Linked DNA regions of Rattus norvegicus: region 1 is linked to region 2. A link is a contact called in public Hi-C data. All regions are on one chromosome and are shown on one strand. Each heading gives the region's core, a stretch centred on a gene start, on an enhancer-like site or on the middle of the called end of the contact. The rest is flanking DNA. Distances are from core to core; before and after follow the strand shown. Region 1 holds the start of Mrpl45 (mitochondrial ribosomal protein L45). Region 2 holds the start of Kpnb1 (karyopherin subunit beta 1).

What was found. Hi-C and Micro-C count contacts between places; a contact is called where the count stands out from the background.
Region 1: a contact with region 2 is called in a Hi-C map of Schwann cells, with 2.6 times the contacts expected there. The contact joins the promoter of Mrpl45 here to the promoter of Kpnb1 in region 2. A contact is called at or near these places in 9 of 12 Hi-C or Micro-C datasets (the A7r5 cell line, the Rat2 cell line, Schwann cells and 6 more) and 1 of 1 datasets of contacts at active chromatin or transcription factors (oligodendrocytes).

What each region holds. Positions count from the first base shown.
Region 1 is chr10:82,803,703-82,806,402 of GRCr8, forward strand. It overlaps Mrpl45 (mitochondrial ribosomal protein L45), which reads left to right and starts at 1,337. Exons shown (of 8, transcript NM_001105834.1): 1 at 1,337-1,449; 2 at 2,290-2,467. The coding sequence starts at 1,384.
Region 2 is chr10:82,669,554-82,672,253 of GRCr8, forward strand. Kpnb1 (karyopherin subunit beta 1) reads right to left here and starts at 1,303. Exons shown (of 22, transcript NM_017063.2): 1 at 1,165-1,303; 2 at 1,010-1,068. The coding sequence starts at 1,204.

The DNA.
Region 1 (2,700 bases), core at 87-2,586, 130 kb after region 2:
ATTCATTCATTCATTCATTCATTATATATAAGTACACTGTCACTGTCTTCAGATACACCAGAAGAGGGCATCAGATCTCTTTACAGATGGTTGTGAGCCATCATGTGGTTGCTGGGAATTGAACTCAGGACCTCTGGAAGAGCAGTCGGGTGCTCTTAACCGCTGAGCCATCTCTCCAGCCCCCACATCCGTTGCTCTTACATCCTTAGCAGACAGCTGACAATTCTCCTTGGATTTACTGAGGTAGAAGACTAATACAGCTAGTATTCTCAAACAGCTAGTCAAAAGCAACAGAGATGGCCTAAAATCCCTGTCAGAGTGAACGAAACCATAGTGAGTACCCTCATTTCTTCTGGTCTGATATGGAATTAGCTTGTGGTAGCTGATAAACTGAGCAGAGGTCAGGCAGAGACGAGTTAGGAAGTGTGACCTAGTCTGTGTGGCTCCAGGACGATCGGATCCACATTGGGATTCTTTTGACCACTGACTGTGAAGCCATTTGGGAGTTGTTACACTCCATAGACCTGACTCTCAGTTCTGCTTGAGTTGTCTAAATTCGAATTACATATTTAGTCTCTTTGGCCCAACCGTATATGTAAAAGCAGGAATATTTGTTACTTGTGGTGAGGATGAGGTTGATATATGTAAAATGCTTAAATTGCCAGGTGCCTAGTAAACAAAGTTTTGAAATACCAGTTATTACCAAATTTGGTAAGTAGTATTTTTGGAAATGAAATGATATGTTTTGGGAAATGACAGATTCCTGTCAACCCACACGTGCCTTTTGCTTTTCAGTAACCACAGCAGTTAATTTCCATAACGGAACGGTAAGAAAGAATTTTCACGTAGAAAACTAGGTTAGAGGTTTAAGTAGTTATATACTGCATTTTGAGGTCAAATACACACCCAGAAGCTATCATTTTCGCCCTAAATACCTCCAGGGAATTCCAAATAGTGAGAGAAAACAACTTATCTCAAAGGCCTCTGATTTCAGAGGGAAGCACTTTTTCATTTTTTTTTTTTTTTTACGGAACGAAAGTAAATAAGGTGTAACAATGTGCTAAGTAACCAGGAATGCAGCACCCAGAGTCCCACAGAAAGCCTCCTGCGCAGGCGCAGCTGGCTCTCCACCCGAAACTAGCTGGCGCGTGACAGCCGTGCGGTTTACCCTACTTCCAAAGTAGTTTCATTGCGCACGCGCGAACCCATTGCGCGCGCGCGCGCGCGCCCCTCCCCATGAGAGCGTGCGCGCGACTCACCTTTCGGCCGAGGGCGCGCGCCCTGGAAAATTCCACTCTCGAGCTCGCTCCACCCTATGCGCCTTTTCTCCGGCTGGGTGATCTGCGGCTCGACTGACATCCCGGCGGCCTTTGCGTGAGCAAAATGGCAGCCCCCATACCTCGGGGCTTGTCCTCCTTATCCAGGACTTTGGGATGGTGGTCACGGCAGGTGGGTAGGGATGAAGCAAATGAAATTTTAGGGACAGAAAGAGGAGGATAGAGTAGAGGGGAATAATCATCCTGTGGCCGTTGCTGAGTTTGGACGAGTCAGACTTCATTTGGGGAAGAATTTGAGGTGTATGTGAACCCCAACCCTCAAGTCTCAGTATACAGCCTAGACTGGGCCTTGGGAGATTTAAGTTTCTCAGCATTAAGCTTCTCCACATTAATTCTAGTCTCTGGCGAGAAGATGTTAAAAGGAAAGTAGTGGCTTGGAAGATGGACCCGCTTTTACGTTCTTCAAAGTTTTTCGGAAAGGATAGGGGTTTTGTCTTATCCTGGAGGGAAAAGGTCTCCTGGCTTCTTAAAAGTTTATTAGTCAGTTAGGAGCTAGAAGCCATTTGCTTCTGAAAAAGCAGATAGAAGTGTGGAGGAAATGCCCGGGAGATTTTGCTTAATGCTTTAGTAGTAGCATTCCACGCTTTTCAGAATTGGGTTAACAACTAAGGTTCACTATTAAATTAAACGTTCTTTGACGGTAGGAACTTTATTTTAATCATCTCTGCATTCTCTGCATACAGTAGTACTACAGAATGTATTAAAGAAAAGTTTTTAGTAAATGTTGACTGATGTTAATACAGGTTATTAATTGGCTTGTGGTAAAAGCCATCCTTAGCATTTAAATAGTAATACTGCTTTTCCATAATAGTTGTTTCATAACTTCAGAGGCATTCTTTGGGTATGTCATTTCTGTAAGACTTTGCATACACTTAGCTCAAGATAGGTCTATTCTTTCCAGATCACCAATATGCTAACCATTCATTCATTCATTCATTTCTCTATCTTCCAGCCCATTCTGGTGACTCGGTCCACAGCTGTAGTTCCAGTAAAATCCAAAAGCCGTTTCAGACCACCGACTCGTGAACCCAACTACAAAACAGAAAAGGAGTTTTTGGAATATGCCAGGAAAGCAGGATTGGTTATTCCACAGGAACGTTTGGAACGTCCTATACATTTGGCCTGTACAGGTAAGGAACAGTATTTCTGGGATGCTGACTCAATTCTCTACTGTCAGAAGTCTGACATTTAGAATGCTTTAGACTCTTGATTGGCAGCATTAGATTAACCACAAAGAGGAGCTGGTGAGATGACTCAGTGGTTTAGAGCACTGACTGTTCTTCCAGAGGTTCTGAGTCCAATTCCTCATAGTGGCTCACAGCCATCTGTAATGGGATCCCATGCCCTCTATTTGGTGTGTCTG
Region 2 (2,700 bases), core at 53-2,552:
TCTTTCAAAAAGAAAAGTGGTCCGTACATAATAAAATAGGATTTGTGGCTTTATGCATGTTACTATTTTGCCAAGCATCACAAAGGACTACATTTGGTTACAATGTCCTTTTGACTTTTTAAAACTTACTACCTTAAAGAGACTTTTAATACCACCCACCCTTCCCTCCTTTCCCCTCCCCCACTTCCCCTTCCCCCCAAAGGAAGGGAGAAACATTCTGGCAATAGATTGCTTCAATAATCGTATATTTTCCTATACAAAGGTCAGTCTTTTTTTAAAATGTACTTCTTAAATCCAAAATTATAAAATCAGGGTTTTATATTTCATCCACTGATTTCATCAGGGAATAGGCTCAATCTCAGAAATAAGACTCAATCTGAGATCCCTATAGATGAGGTCTCTGAATAATCCAAGTTCACACAGAACACACGTGCACACTGAGGCCAGGAATGGGATAATAGGGCAAGAAAGGGAAAAAACTGAGGCAATGGGTTCAGAGGTGGTCGGGTGCCAGGCGTGGCCATGAGCACAGACCAAGGGAGCTAGGAAAGGATAGGGCTCTAGGAAGTAGTTGCAGACAGCAACAGAGCCATGGGACAGGAAGGAGAAGCCGGCCGCAGCCAGTACAAGACAGGCGGCAGGGCGCAGAGCTTCCACATGGCCCCTAGGCCCGGCTCCCCAACCCCCACCCTTGCTGAACACGCAGCGCCATGCAACCTAACTTCCCTTCCCTCCCTCTTTCTCCCTCCCGCTGCACCGCCGCCCTCAGGTCGCGTGACGATTGGACAGCGATCACCCCGGCGCGTCTCGCCATTGGCTAGACGCAGGGCCCGGGGCGGGACACACCCACCGGCTTCCCGATGGCGGGGTTAGGTTGGGCCGGGCGGGGGGGAAGGGGGACGAGATGGGGCGGGGTGGGTTCCTCAGGCCTGGGCCTCCAGGAGGGCGGGAAGGCCCGCACGCAGGGATGGGGACGCGGCGGGATGGGGCGCGGCGGGGAAGCACGCACCAGATTCTCCACAGCCGCACGCTCAAGGAACTTCTGCGCCGCTTCCAGCTCCAGCCGATCTGCCAGGAGAAATGGGGGAGAGGCAGCGGGGTCAGAGGGGCCACCCCCTCCCCCACCCCAGTCACCTCAGCCCGACCCCCGGCCCCGAGTCCTACCCGGAGACACGGTCTTCTCGAGGATGGTTATGAGCTCCATGGCGGAGGTGACGGCGGCGGGGACTCCTCCCAAGACGACGGCCCGGCCTCTCGGGCGGCGGCTCCAACTGGGGATGGGGGTTGGGGGTCGGGTGGGAAGGGAGGGTGGGGTGGGGGGTGGGGGTCACCACAAGCCCATTCACCGGCCGCCTCTGGGCAGGCGCTCCGGCTCCCCTTCCTCCCTGCTCTCCTTCCTTCCGCCCTCCTAATGTGCTAGGCGGCAGCAGCTGCTCCTCTGGTGGCGGGGGAGGGACCCCGGGGGCAGCTCAGAGCGCGGCTGGTGCTCAGGCGGCGGAGGGAGAAAGGAAGGGCGGCTGTAAGTGAGAGGCGGATCGCAGGGAGGGAGAGAGATTGAGGGAGGGAGGCGGAGGGATATTCCTGCCGGACCTCTCCGCGGCGGCACCGCGCTGCACAGCGATTGGCTACTGCTGGAGCCACGCGGAGTCTCCGATTGGCCAGGAGCCTAGCGTTGAAGAGCCGCCGCGCGCCCATTGGCCTACGTGCTTCAAGGCCCGGTTGGCTGGGCGGGCAGCAGAATAGGGAGTGCTTATTGGCCGAGGGGAGGGGTCCTGGGGTGGGGTAGGTAGGAGCGCGCCGCTGATTGGGTTGGCCTGGGTAAAGGCCTTCGGGCTCAGGCCGGCTGTGCGCGGGGAGGAGGGTGGGCGGAAGGTAAGGCTCCTAGCGCGCCGGATTGGCTGGGATACTGGACGTTGATAGGACGGGGCGCCGGGAAAACTGAGGAGTTCGGGGTCGCCGCGCGTAAAGGCGGGAGGCCCCGGGGCTCTTAAGAGTCTAGCGCAGAGCACGACGGGACGCCTCCGGGGTGGGGCGGAGCTGCGCGCGAGTGGCTGGGACTGCGCTTTACGGAGAGCGGTCACTCGCTGTGGTGTAGGAGAAATGAGGATTTCGCGGGCCTCAGAGGGGGCGGGGAGGGGACCGTTAAAGCCCTGCGCCGCGCCCACAGGAAGCTGCTGTAATGGCGAGGTCCCTTGCTCCCCGCCACTGTGCTGAGCCGGACCGTGAGGACCACGTGGTTCACTTTCCAACCTGCGGATTTGGAAACTGAAGCCCAGAGAGAGCATGGAGCGTGTCCAAGGTCACACAGCGGATTACAGACTGGGTCAGAGCTGGATTTAGGCGAGCCTAATTGCCCGTGGAGCCCCTAGCAGGGCCCTGTGCTGTTAGCAAAGTTTCGCGGAGCCGCGTCCTTAGACCACTTAACAGTTAACCAGAAACCTTTGGTGTTCCGACGTAACTTACAAGATGTGTATAGATTATATAAAGAACATGCGCGTTGACGAGGTGTGGCGACACACCTGCCATCTCAGTATCCCGAATCCTGAACTACAGTTTGAGATACTGTTTTCAATTAAAAAGACAAAATAAAAACCTGGTGCATATAGTTGTTTGACATTCCCTTCCCCTCATTTGTGTGCCTGGGCTGCAAGTCGTGGGGTTTAGGAGCATGTGGGTCCAGGTAGCGTGTCGATTTTATTA